2 separate regions of the Sus scrofa genome follow, and region 1 is linked to region 2. Evidence: chromatin contacts called from public HiChIP or PLAC-seq data. All regions are on one chromosome and are shown on one strand. Each heading gives the region's core, a stretch centred on a gene start, on an enhancer-like site or on the middle of the called end of the contact. The rest is flanking DNA. Distances are from core to core; before and after follow the strand shown. Region 1 overlaps LOC106506439 (a long non-coding RNA gene). Region 2 holds the start of SNX9 (sorting nexin-9).

Region 1 (5,942 bases), core at 2,878-5,377, 69 kb after region 2:
CTCATGGATCCTAGTCGGGTTTGTTAATAGCTGAGCCACAAAGGGAACTCATCCATTGCATTTGAATGAAAACTGAAAGCAGGAGAAAATAATGTGCTTTCTGTTGATTGTCCTGGCTACTAAATTTGCATCACTGGAATTAAAATTTCTGGAGTTCCCGTCGTGGCTCATTGGTTAACGAATCTGACTAGGAACCGTGAGGTTGCGGGTTCGATCCCTGGCCTTGCTCATGGGTTAAGGATCCGGTGTTGCTGTGAGCTGTGGCGTAGGCCAGGCAGCAACAGCTCAGATTAGACCCCTAGCCTGGGAACCTCCATATGCCTCTGGTGTGGCCCTAGAAAAGACAAAAAGAAAAAGAAAAAAAATTCTTACACATTTTATTATGCTATGTCTTAAAATTGTACTGAATATTACACCTGGAGATGGGGCTGACATACTTAAGATGCTCCAAGAGCCTCTTGCGTTGAGGCTTATCTGTAGTGAGGTGGGAGAGTCAGGGCTGTGCGTGCACAGAGGCCTCAGGCTGGAAGATGGGAGATGGGTGGTCTGGTCCTCGCTGTGCCAGCCAACTGCTCAGGGTCAGCCAGGAGTAACCCTGACCATGGGCACAGGACAGCTGCTGTTTTCAATCCTGAGCATTTACCAGACTGCAGGCATTAGATTCACTGTTTTATATATAAGACATCATTAAATTTTCATGATCTCTCCTCCTATTCACTCTTGAAAAGACTTATTTATGATTAAAGTTGGTAATTTCAAGAAGCACTTTGGAATGGCAGGGTAATGGCCTCTGAAAATCCAGTCTCTATAAAGGCGACAAGAACACTGTCAAAAATAGTCAAAACCACTTTTCCAGAACTCTAGACATTAACCAAAGGCTTGCAACAATGTCAGGGGTGTTTATTCAAGAAAAAAGGCTGAATCTTGGTAAGAACAGCAAGATCCGTGGAGTTTTAACCAGCCCTATTCCCAACCTCCGACCCCCTCCAGCTCCTCAGTAGGTTTGAAAAGTCAACAGACTCATAATTACAGTGGCCCTGGAAAATCAGAACATCCATACAAGGGCCTCGCACTCTGCTGTGAAGAGGAAGGAAGGAGTGATACATGCAACCACGTGGGCGAACCTTGAAAACATTCTGCCACGGGAAAGAAGCCACATTAAAAGGGCCGCATATTGTGTGATTCCATTTATGTGAAATTTTCAGAATCGGTAAATCTATAGACAGAAAAGAGATTCCCGGTTGCCAGGGGCTAAGAGTCAGGAGTAATGGGAGTGGCTGCCAATGGGTAGGGGGTTACTTTTGGGGATGATGAAAATGTTCTGAAGTTAGATGGTGGTGGTGGTCGCAAACTCTGAATACACTGTGAGTAACGACCCCTGAAATCATAAAGGATGTGATTTGTGGCATTGTCAAGTATACCTTCATAAAGCTGCTATAAAAGGAATACAATAAGCAGCGTATGTCATCAAAGAGTACAAAAGCACAGAGCATCAAAATTAAATTTCCTTCCATTCCTGCCCTCCAGCCCCCAAGGACCTCTCACCCGTGTTTTAACGCGAGTTGTTTCAGAGATCCTTAACGCAGAGGCAAGCATGTAAGTACCAGTATTCTCACACTTAGATATGAATGTAATAATACTACGCATCCTCTTCAGGACTTTTCACTTAAACATCAACATTCCACAATCATTCAACATTAGTACATGTGACTCTTCATTTTAAAAATGTGCTGTAAAGTATGTTTTTGTATGTGTGTGCCATAATTTATCTAGTCCTTTAATGGTGCATATATTTAGTTGTTCCCAATCATTTATTGTTAAAATAGACAGAAACTAGAAAACAATCTTATGATTGATGAAGCGGGAGAGGAGGGAGGGATAAATTAGGAGAATGGAAAAGAAGATGTGGTACATATATACAATGGAATATTACTCAGCCATAAAAAAGACTAGAGTGATGCCATTTGCAGCAGCATGGATGGATCTAGAGATTGTCATACTGAGTGAAGTTAAGTCAGACAGAAACACAATTTTCTATGATATCACTTATTTTGGAATCTAAAAAATAGTACAAATGAACTTATTTACAAAACAGAAGCAGACTCTCAGACATAGAAAACAAACTTACGTTACCAAATTGGGAGTATGGGATTAACAGATGCACACTATCATATATAAAATAAACAACAGGGATTTACTGCATAGGACAGGGAGCTATTCAATACCTTGTAACAAACTAGAATGGAAAAAAAAAGATAAATATGTATGTATATAACAGATATATAACCAAATTACTTTGTTGTATGCTTGAAACTGACACAATATTATAAATCAATTATACTTACAGAAGAAAAAGAAAAAAAGATATTTAATGAATCGGTAGGTATTGGCCAAAACCACGTGATCAGCAAGCTCTAAGTTCATCTGTTATTGTTTTCACTGAGTCTTGACTTCTCCCTATTTTCAAGCCTATTTTTTTTTCTTTTTAGGTCCGCACCTGTGGCATATGGAAGTTCCTAGCCTAGGGGTCGAATCAGAGCTACAGCTGCCAGCCTACACCACAGCCACACCAGATCCAAACCGAGTCTGTGACCTACACCACAGCTCACGGCCACCCCAGATCCTTAGCATCCTTAACCCACTGCGCGAGGCCAGGGATCGAGCCCGCATCCTCATGGATAATATTCGGATTCGTTTCCGCTGGGCCACAATGGGACGCCCCCATCTTTTTTCAAGCCTACTTTGTGCCCACCTTTAGGCTTCTGATGCCATCTCCCATGAGCCTTGCACAACAGCTGTCTAAAGAGGTAAGTGTGCTCAGAAGTTGTTTAGTTTTTCCTCTGTTGCCAGTGGGAAGAATAGGAAGACCTGGCTTTTTGTCCTCTCTCTGCCTCTGAGTAGCTGTGTGATTACAGAAACCACTTGGTGGGGTTTATCTCATCTCCGAGGCAGGATTACATCACAGAGCTTTTGCTGGCTGGGATTTGGTCCCTTAGACACCATTGGCGCCAGAGCCAAAGGCTCCTCCAGACGCCCCCGAAGTGGTGGAGACCTGGGATGGAGAATTAAACCTAACTGATGCAAATAAAGCTTCAAAGTCAAAATTAATAAGAATACAACTAAATGCCTGAAAGTATAACTTTAGATCCGCTCCTTTAGTAGTTAAATTTAGTGTTTTTGAAATTCTTAGCACATTACAAAATTAGGTTTTTTTACTTTGCAAAAATTCCTGAGTATCTAGATGATCTCCAAGAAAGGACGGCTGACCCTAAATTAAATAACGTGAGCACACCAGAAAATTTCAAAGTACTGTTGGGGAGATGGCTGGATCATCAGTGTCAGAAAATGAGACACGTGAGCACGGGGAGGCCTCGACAAGGCTCTTCACTTCTGCAGAAGGGCGAGGGGGCTCCAAAAGCGCGTGCAAAGAAGGAAAGACCCTCCCTGCTCATCCCTAACGCAGGCGATGGACCTGTCCCCTTCCCATGGGTCAGGTCAGGGCGCACATCCTTCTCGGTCGGCTCATTTGAAACATATTGTTCCCGGGAGCAGGGGGAGGGGGGGCGTCCAGGAAGGTGAAACCGGAGCAAAATGGAGTCACCAAGATGTCCTTTGATAGAAAGGACATTATGCTACTTTCCACAGTACTATAATAAAATCCTTTTCAAAGTGGGGTGTGTGTCCGTCTTAGCGTGTTTGTTGTGATGTGAGACGCTCCAAAACGCAGGGTCTGAGGACCTAGGGTGATCTTCAAATGGCCCGAGCTGTGAGGATTAAGGCCTATGAATATGTCATTAGTGAACTGTGAAAAAGACATTAACTCCTTGGAAAAATCTACAGAAGAAATGCCATTGCCCCCAAAAGGCCACCAGCCACCAGGGAACCCCTAAACCAGGAGTACCGAATCTGTCTAATTATTCAAATTGCTGGGGAAGGGAGTCGGGTGGTGCCTGGGAATGGGTATTTTAAGCAGCACCCCAAATGATTCGAACAGATCAGCTTTGGGAGCTCCCCTCCTCTCATTTCGTTTTCGCCTTGGTTTGCCCTTTGGAAAGAGAGCAGCTGATGGCTCTCATCTAGACCACATTTCGTCATGCCTTTGCCTGATGCCAAGACTCCCTCGGCCAGGCAGGATGAGCACCGTCAGAGATGGCTTCGGCTCCAGCCCTTTCCTCCTCAAGCCCTCCCATCCCTACGAACTTCACTTCCCCACCCGCCCTACCCCCCCTCCCCAACCTCCAGCTCGGCTCTGTCCTTAAATTCCCTCTTCAACTCTCAGATGCTGGCTGGACTGACTCTGCTCTTCCCTGCGCTTCTGCTCCAAGTCCCAGCTTCTGCAATATGTTTTCTAATCTAGTTTTGCAATAACAGGCAGTAGCAGGGATTTCAGGGGAGCGCTCTGTGCTTGTGGAGGTCAAGAGACTGGAAACAGGAAATAAGCAGTGTTATATCCGAGACCATCAGCAGAGCCGAAATTGCTGGGGGTGGGGGAAGGGAAGAGGGAAGGGAGAGGTTCACCTTTGCTCTTCCTGGCTCTTTACCTTTCCTGGGGCAGGAAGTCAGCTGGACGGACAGAAATACAGAGCCTGGGGGGTGGGGGTGGGGGACAATGCTTTAGAAATCTAGACCGGGCAGAGCCTCCTTTCCTGCCTGCCAGCTTGCATCTCTCACAAATGTCCTATCTCAATAAAGCTATTTCTTGCCTAAAAAAAAAAAAAAAAAAAATAGAAATCTAGACCGGAGGTTGTCTGCTGAAAATGGGAGGCTTGGTAATTTTAGTAAGAGTTTTATTTGGGCTGCAAAGGTCGAGGTGGCTGCCTTCCTCCCCTGGGGAAGGGCTTCCGCCCCCAGGTCCTTGTGCTTGGTCTCCCTGTGCAAAGAGAGTGCCCTGGAATTATTCAGCATTTACCTACAGGCCCTTGGCACACCTCAAATACTGCAGATCTAATTCTTTTTAATGGTATGCAGCTAATTTAATGGAATTCTAGACAGAAAATTATAATTAAGATGAATGTTCTTATTACACGAGATCTGCTCGGCCTGCTCAGATTTTCCTTCTAACGACACGATAACACCACCAGCTGGAGTGTGCTGGGTGCCAGTGATTCACTTACATCAGCATCCGCTGGGTTGGTGTGGAAAATGCAGATTACTGGGCTCAGATGCAGTCAGAGTGTCTGGGGGGCGAGGACCAGGAATCTGCATGCTTAGCTAGACTCTCAGTCGACTGTTAAGAATCTCAAAGTTTGAGAGTCATTGAATGAGGACCTATTATGTGCTAGAGACATTATTTTTTTTAGGGCCTCACCTGCGGCTTATGGAAGTTCCCGGGCTAGGGGTTGCGAATCGGAGCCACAGCTGCCGGCCCACATCACAGGTACAGCAACGCCAGATCCAAGTGGCATCTATGACCTACACCACAGCTCCCAGTAATGCTGGATCCTTAACTAAGTGAGGCCAGGGATCGAATCTGCATCCTCATGGATACTAGTTGGGTTCATTTCTGTTGAGCCCCAAGGGGAACTCCCATAGAGACATTATCTACTGGAAACAAAACTTCACAACAATCTTATGAGGTAGGTATTATCATCTCCACTTTTTAATTTTTATTTATTTATTTACATATTTTGCTTTTTAGGGCCTCACTCATGGTATATGGAAGTTCCCAGGCTAGGGGTTGAGTCGGAGCTAAAGCCGCCGGCCTACACCACAGCCACAGCAACGCCAGATTCAAGCTGTGTCTGCGACCTACACCACAGCTTGTGGTAATGCCGGATCCTTAACCTGCTGAGCAAGGCCAGGGATTGAACCCACAACCTCATGGATGCTAGTTGGGATCATTAACTGCTGAACCACGAAGGGAACTCCATCTCTACTTTTTAAAACAAATTTTAAGTTTATCATTATTTTTTGCCATGCCCACAGCATGCAGAATTTCCTGG
Region 2 (6,550 bases), core at 806-3,305:
ATGCTTCAAGGCTCATGCCGAGTGAGGATATATGCAACTCAAGTTGAGTACAAGTCACTCTAATTTTATGGAAAAACTAAGTTCAGGTGTAAAGTATCAAATAAAACTTTCATTCCATATACCAATACCAGCTGCTGAGTTCCACTTGTCTCTATAACTAGCCCCAGTAGATCAGGACGCAAAATAGCACAACACTGACCACCACTGAAAAGATACCGACAACAACAAACAGCTTTTAAAGTTGCGAGTTGAGTGTCTATAGGACCTGTAATTGGTCATTTCTGGGCTGTTTGGGAACAAACCTCAAAATCAAGTTCCCTTAGAAATCCTTGGCTTACCTCTTGTTTTTAAAAAGACCAAAGACAAAATGATACATGTTAAAAGGGCAGCAAAGTTCTATGGCATCTAATAACACCAAAGCAAAGCAATGCCAATAATCCATAAACCAGAAGGTAATTATTGCAGTAACAGCAACAGGTTCACTGGAGAAGAGTCTCCATTAAAAATAATAATAATAGTAATAAACACTGCACCTAGACAGACACAGAGCACAACATTTAACAGACTATCAATCTGATCCTTCAAAGGGATGTGACATTTATTATTAGTTTTCTAAGTTTTCTCTCTCTACCCAAAACAAAAACCCAACAACAAACTTCTAAGATTTCCACCAACCCAGGAGTAGCTTCCAGGTTTCAAACATAAATATGGAAGGGGGTGCTGATGTTTTAAAAGGGAACATTACAAAAACTATTTGCAAAAAGCAATCAGATAAAAAAGTCAACTCAAACCACATCACTGGCTCCAGACGGAGGGGACTCCCTACCTCTAGTCCTCATTCCGTGATCGTGGCTTTTTTTTTTTTTTTTTTTTAATTACGAGCCTGCATCAAACTCTAAAGAAAACGCCCCAGCCCAGGGAGCGGGGGAGGGTGGCTCCTGCAGACTCAGGTGACAAAAGGTGACCGCTAATCCCACCGACAATACCGTGAAATAAGCAGACCAGTCCTCCTGGCCAATTACCAAGCGCGAGTCAAAGTTCCACCACGTAATTCGGGCCTGGACCTTTATTCAAGCAAATACGTAACTGAAAGCAGAGTCATTTCCCTCTTTGTATTTTATTCATGCTGGAAATAACATTCAAACTGAAAAGGTAGCAAGACAAAAGGAAAACAAAAAACAAGAAAACCGAAGGCAGTGGAAGCGCGGGGCGTTCAAGTGGCGTTTTCCGTCCTCGGGAGCCTCCGGTCACCGGCCCGAACTCAAAATCCCCAGCGCGCTCGGGCCGGGGTCTCCGGGGGAATCGGCCCCCCGCCAGCGGCCCGCGACGCTGGGGTTCCCGCTCCGGCGGGCGGCGGGCGGCGGGGGCGACGCTCTCCGGCGGCGGCCGGACGCGCGGGGCGGCGGGGAGTGGACGCCGCTCTGGACGGAGTCGGGCCCCCGGGGGTCGGGCGGCGCTGGCGAGCCGGCGCGGGGGCTGCGGGAACTTCGCCTCCCTCCCGCCCGCCGCGGCCCCCGCTCAGGAGCAAACTTTGCAGACAGCGCGGCTCGCGTCCGGGGGACCCTCCCGCGCGTCCAGCCGACCCGGAGCGCCCCAGCCCCGGCCGCCCGTCCGTCCCGCGCCACTCAGGCCCCTCAGGGACTGTTGGCTGGGCCCCGGCGCGCCCCCTCGGCCTCCCCGGCGGCCGCCGCCGCCCGCGCCCCCCGCGCCGACCCTGCCCGCGCCGCGGCGGGGCCGAGCGGCCGGCCGGGCCTGTGCCGCGCGCCCCTCACCTTGGTGGCCATGGCGGGCGGCTCCCCCGACCCGGGACGGCCGGCTCCTCTCCCGCGTCGCGGCTGGCGGCCCGAGGCGGCCCGGCGAGAGCGAAGGCGACGGCGGCTACGGCTGGGCCCCGGCGCGGCGGCGGCGGCGGCGGCGGCTCCGCCTCGGCCCCGAGTCTCGGCGCAGGGCGACTCCTGCCGCCGCCCGTTCCTCCAGTTCCTGAAACTCCCCGGCTGCGCGGCCCCCGCCCCCGCCGGCCGAGCCTCCCATTTACCGCGGCGTGCGCGGCGCGGCCGGCGGAAGCGCGCCCGGTGCCCTCGGCCGGCCCGGCCTCCTCGCCCGCTTTCCGCCCCCGCCCGGAGCCTCCGCCCCGGGCCCCGCCGCCGCCGCCGCAGGGCGCCCTTTGTTCCAGTGCTCGGGGCCGCGTCCCGAGTGGCGGCCGGGGCCCGGGGTCACCGCCCGTGGGGACCGAAGAGGGGAGTGGGGACACGCTCGGGGGCAGCGCCTGCCGGGGGAGCCGAGTCCCAACCGCCCCCCCCGCCCCCCGGCGGCCACCGCGGCTGAACTTTCTGGGCGAGATGCACCGGGTGCGGCCGGTGCTCTGCGTCCCCCGGCGGGGCACGAGTCCCCCGCGGGCTCTTTGTCCCCCGTCGGGACTGCGGCGGGCCCGTCGTGCTCCGGGCAGAGTGCAGTGAGTGTGCAGTAAACAGCCAGCACGGCGCCGAGCAATGGCTTCCCGGCCCTTCAAGGAGGATCTGCCTCCAGCCTGGAGTTTACCGCGGGCTGTAATCTCGGCTGGAGCTTCTGGGCCCCGACGCTTGAGAATTTCGTTCCGAGGCATCCCCTTAACCTCCTTCTGGCCTCTTGATAAATGTAGAAGCTTCTCAGGGCCTCAGAGGTTTGGGGGAGACCCCACAGGTTTCCTGAAAGGGAAAAAATGGGAGTCTAAGAATTTCCATTTTCCTGTCAAAAGCTTTTTCTTCAGGGTTGGATGCAGGGCTGCATTAACGAATGAATGACTTAGGCAGCAGGATTTTCCCTCTAGTGTAAAAGAGAGGACTGGAAAACATACCTTGATGGAGAGAGTAGCGTTGTCCTTCTTGATTTTTATCAGGAATATATATATCCTGGTCCTTCAGAGAACCAGGAATGCCTAAGAAATCCTCATCTGCGGGGTTGAAGCTCAATTTAGGCTGGGAAAGTGATATTTAGAGTCAGAGTCAAATTGTGTCCTCTCAAAAATATTCTGTTTGACTTCCAGAGATTTCACTGGTTACATTCAACGGAAGGGTTTAAAACGGATATGGTACTACAGCTTTCTGTGAATTTTTGTGTTTGCTGAGCTCATGGCTATAGCCATACTCATAATATTCATAAATAGTTGACTTTCTAGGTGAAAGTAAAGTTACAAACCAGCATTCACTGACAGCCTGCTTGCTATGCGGTAGACTTTTATATGCCTTAATCTCACTTAATCCTTATAAGAAAACTTGGAGAAAGTGGTTATTGGCCGCTATTTGCAGACACGAAGAAATCAAGTCTCACTTAAATAACTTGGTTGATTTGGTAATGCCTACCAAAATTAGAAATGACCATAGCCTTGGACCTAGCAGCTCTACTTCTAGGAATTTATCCTATCAGACTTGTTCCAGTGAGCAAAAATGTTCAGTAAAGCATTGTTCTGTAATAACCCCCAGAGAAGATAATAACCTCTATATTTGTTAATATGTCTGCTGCAATAAATAGAGTATATCCATACAAATGAAATACTAGGAATAGGAAGCCCATAAGAAATGCTAGTATTTTAAAAGCTGTTAATAAAGGTAAAAAGAACTTTATGTATAGTACAATTCATTTGTGTAAAAAATATGAATCTATATTTTATATGCCTAGGAAATTACTGAAAAGATTCGCCAGAGGCTATTGTCAGGATTTTTAAATATGTATGTGTATTACTTTATTTCATTTTTAAAATTTATTATGTTTTAAAATGTTTTGGCTGCACCTGTGGCGTATAGAAGTTCCTGGGCCAAGGATTCAGTCCGAGCCACAGTGTCTACTTATGCCACAGCTGTTGCAACACTGGATCCTTAAACCCACTGTGCTGGGCTGGGATCAAACCCAAGCATCCAAAGTAACCCAAGCTGCTGCAGTCAGGTTCATAACCCACTGTGCCATGGCAGGAACTCCTGTATTACTTTATTTTAAAAACAAGTTGACATTTATTTTAAAAACAAGCAACTAAATAAATATCCTAAGAGCACACACTAGCAGTGCAGAAGCCAGGATATGAACTTGGGTAATACTGTGAGTAATGAGTTTTACCTATTCTTTTAAATTTGAAAGCTGGGTATAGCTCCTTGCAACAGTCCAGCAATGCATGTTTCGAGAGGAAGGTACAAGGTCAGGGTTACTCCTATGACACGCCTTTCTGCGGGCTTATTTGGCAAGTTCTAGGCAACCAATCATCCTAGGTACCCAGCACCAAGAAAGCAAGAAGACCAGAGTCCAAGCTTTTCCCATTCGAATAGCTTCTGTAACCCTGGTTTCATTTTTAGAAGTAACCTACTTGACTCCAAACTCAGGATGACCAATGCAAATTAATGTAAATATTTCAATAAAAGTGAAATCACTGCCTATGCTATTGAGGTGGTAAAAGCACCATGGGCACTGTTTTTTGGAGCCGGGAAGAGTAGTCACTGACATACTCCTTAAGTGAACCTCTCTGGCTCCTATTCCCAGGGCTGTGCTCCGACCACACTGGCCTCTCACTTCCTCCTGACTCCTGAGCATCATGCTCCATCCAGGGACCAGGACTAGCTTTGGGGCATGTGAACTGTGTAGTCTCGAAGGGCCCTGTCCTTGCTTTAATGCTCTGCTCTCACCATCTTTAAATTCTGAATCAGGAGTTCCCGTCATGGCGCAGCGGAAACGAATCTGACTAGGAACCATGAGGTTGTGGGTTCAATCCCTGGCCTCACTCAGTGGGTTGGGGATCCGGCGTTGCCGTGAGCTGTGGTGTAGGTTGCAGACTCGGCTTGGATCTGGCATTGCTGTGGCTGTGGCGTAGGCTGGCGGCTACAGCTCTGATTTGACCCCTAGCCTGGGAACCCTCCATATGCCGCAGGTGTGGCCCTGAAAAGACAAGACAAAAAAAAAGAAAAAATCCGAATCATTTGAACAAGGAGCTTCATGTTTTATTTTGCACTGGGACGCTCCCATGGTGTTGCTGATGTTTCTTTAGATGAAACACCTGCCACCCATCAGCCATCCACTCGGCCTCCATCACACCCACACACCAGCTAACATCCCACTCATCCTTCAGAGCTCCTCCAAACTGTCACAGCAGTTAAAACTCATCAGGGAAGTCTCCCCTGTCCCCAGTTTAAGTCAAGTTCTACCAGTATAAGTTTTCATGGTACTGGCTTCCCTGGCTTTGGAAACATCTCGGATTGAAACTCACTAGAGTGACCATGTGCCTGCCTCCCCCATCAGACTGTGAGTTGAGGAGAGGAGGTCCTGTGACCCCACCTTGTGCCTGCCTCTAGCGCCACACCAAGCCCAGAGGCACACCAAGTGTCTCATTTCCCCACACCTCCACGTGGGGAAATGAAAGAGTAAATGAGTGGATGAGAGGAGCTGCAAATCACGAATTAAGCAACATAGCATTTACCGGAGTTTATTTTCAAGCTTCTGTGGAACACATTTTAAAACCACTTATCTATTACATAATATAAGGTTTCTGAAAGTTTTATGACTCAATAATAATATCTTTTTTTTTTTTTTAATATTCTTCAGGGAGTTCCCCTCGTGGCTCAGCAGGAACGAATCTGACTAGCATCCATGAGGACGCGGTTTCAGTCCCTGGTCTTGCTCAGTGGGTTAAGGACCCAGTGTTGCCATGAGCTCTGGTGTAGGTTGCAGATGTGGCTCGGATCTGGCGTGGCTGTGGCTGTGGTTTAGGCCAGCAGCTGCAGCTCCGACTCAACCCCTAGCCTGGGAACCTCCATATGTCAAGGGTACAGCCCTAAAAAAGACAAAAAAAAAAAAAGAATATGCTTCTAGATTCATGGGTCAAGGAGGTGAGGAAATAGAGAAAATGTCTATAACTAAATAACTAAATATTTTTCAGAAGTGTTATTCCTCTGTGACAACACTGTATGAGATAATGTTGATTCGATTGGTATGTGTGAAAATGAAACAGTTAAATTTAATAATATTTACTGGAGATACCGTTCCCAATTCATTATTAAAAGTGCAATAAATAGAGATTTAATTCTCTTGAGGATAATACTCTCTAGATACTCTTTAGTGTGGCTTATCCTTGGAGGGCATACCTCCTAGGTACTTTTTGGCTATTGGGTGGCACGGGTTTGTCTTGGATGTAATTACCGAGCATATGGGATGATAAAACGGCAGTCTTCTCTTTTACAGCTGTAGGAACGAGACCCGGGTAGTAGAATGACCTACTCATGGCCATGAGTTAAGTTCTCTTATCACAGGTCTCCAAGATATGTCATTTCCAAATTAAAAATATTTCACGTAAGAGGTTTGAAGGGAGTTTCGTGACGGTCAAGGCAGTCGCTGCTAAAAACCAGCAAGGGGAGTTCCCGTCGTGGCGCAGTGGTTAACGAATCCGACTAGGAACCATGAGGTTGCGGGTTCGGTCCCTGCCCTTGCTCAGTGGGTTAACGATCCGGCGTTGCCGTGAGCTGTGGTGTAGGTTGCAGATGCGGCTCGGATCCCACGTTGCTGTGGCTCTGGCGTAGGCCGGTGGCTACAGCTCCGA

Evidence for each region. HiChIP or PLAC-seq counts read pairs in DNA pulled down with a chosen protein or histone mark.
Region 1: an H3K27ac HiChIP or PLAC-seq map of alveolar macrophages shows a contact between it and region 2. The contact joins the enhancer-like site here to the promoter of SNX9 in region 2. A contact is called at or near these places in 1 of 5 promoter capture datasets (liver), 15 of 47 Hi-C or Micro-C datasets (alveolar macrophages, blood, brain and 8 more) and 2 of 2 datasets of contacts at active chromatin or transcription factors (alveolar macrophages and skeletal muscle).

The regions. Positions count from the first base shown.
Region 1 is chr1:9,304,289-9,310,230 of Sscrofa11.1, forward strand. All of the region lies in intron 3 of LOC106506439 (a long non-coding RNA gene), which reads right to left. Among named protein-coding and RNA genes, the nearest start is that of SNX9, 68 kb to the left of the region's middle. Within about 2 kb of position 4,128, at least 26 of the 83 cell types and tissues checked have an H3K27ac peak or open chromatin away from gene starts, as enhancers often do. A contact at or near this core is called in alveolar macrophages, liver, retroperitoneal adipose tissue and 2 more, where this site is marked.
Region 2 is chr1:9,236,968-9,243,517 of Sscrofa11.1, forward strand. It overlaps SNX9 (sorting nexin-9), which reads right to left and starts at 2,056. Exons shown (of 18, transcript XM_003353171.4): 1 at 1,773-2,056. The coding sequence starts at 1,784.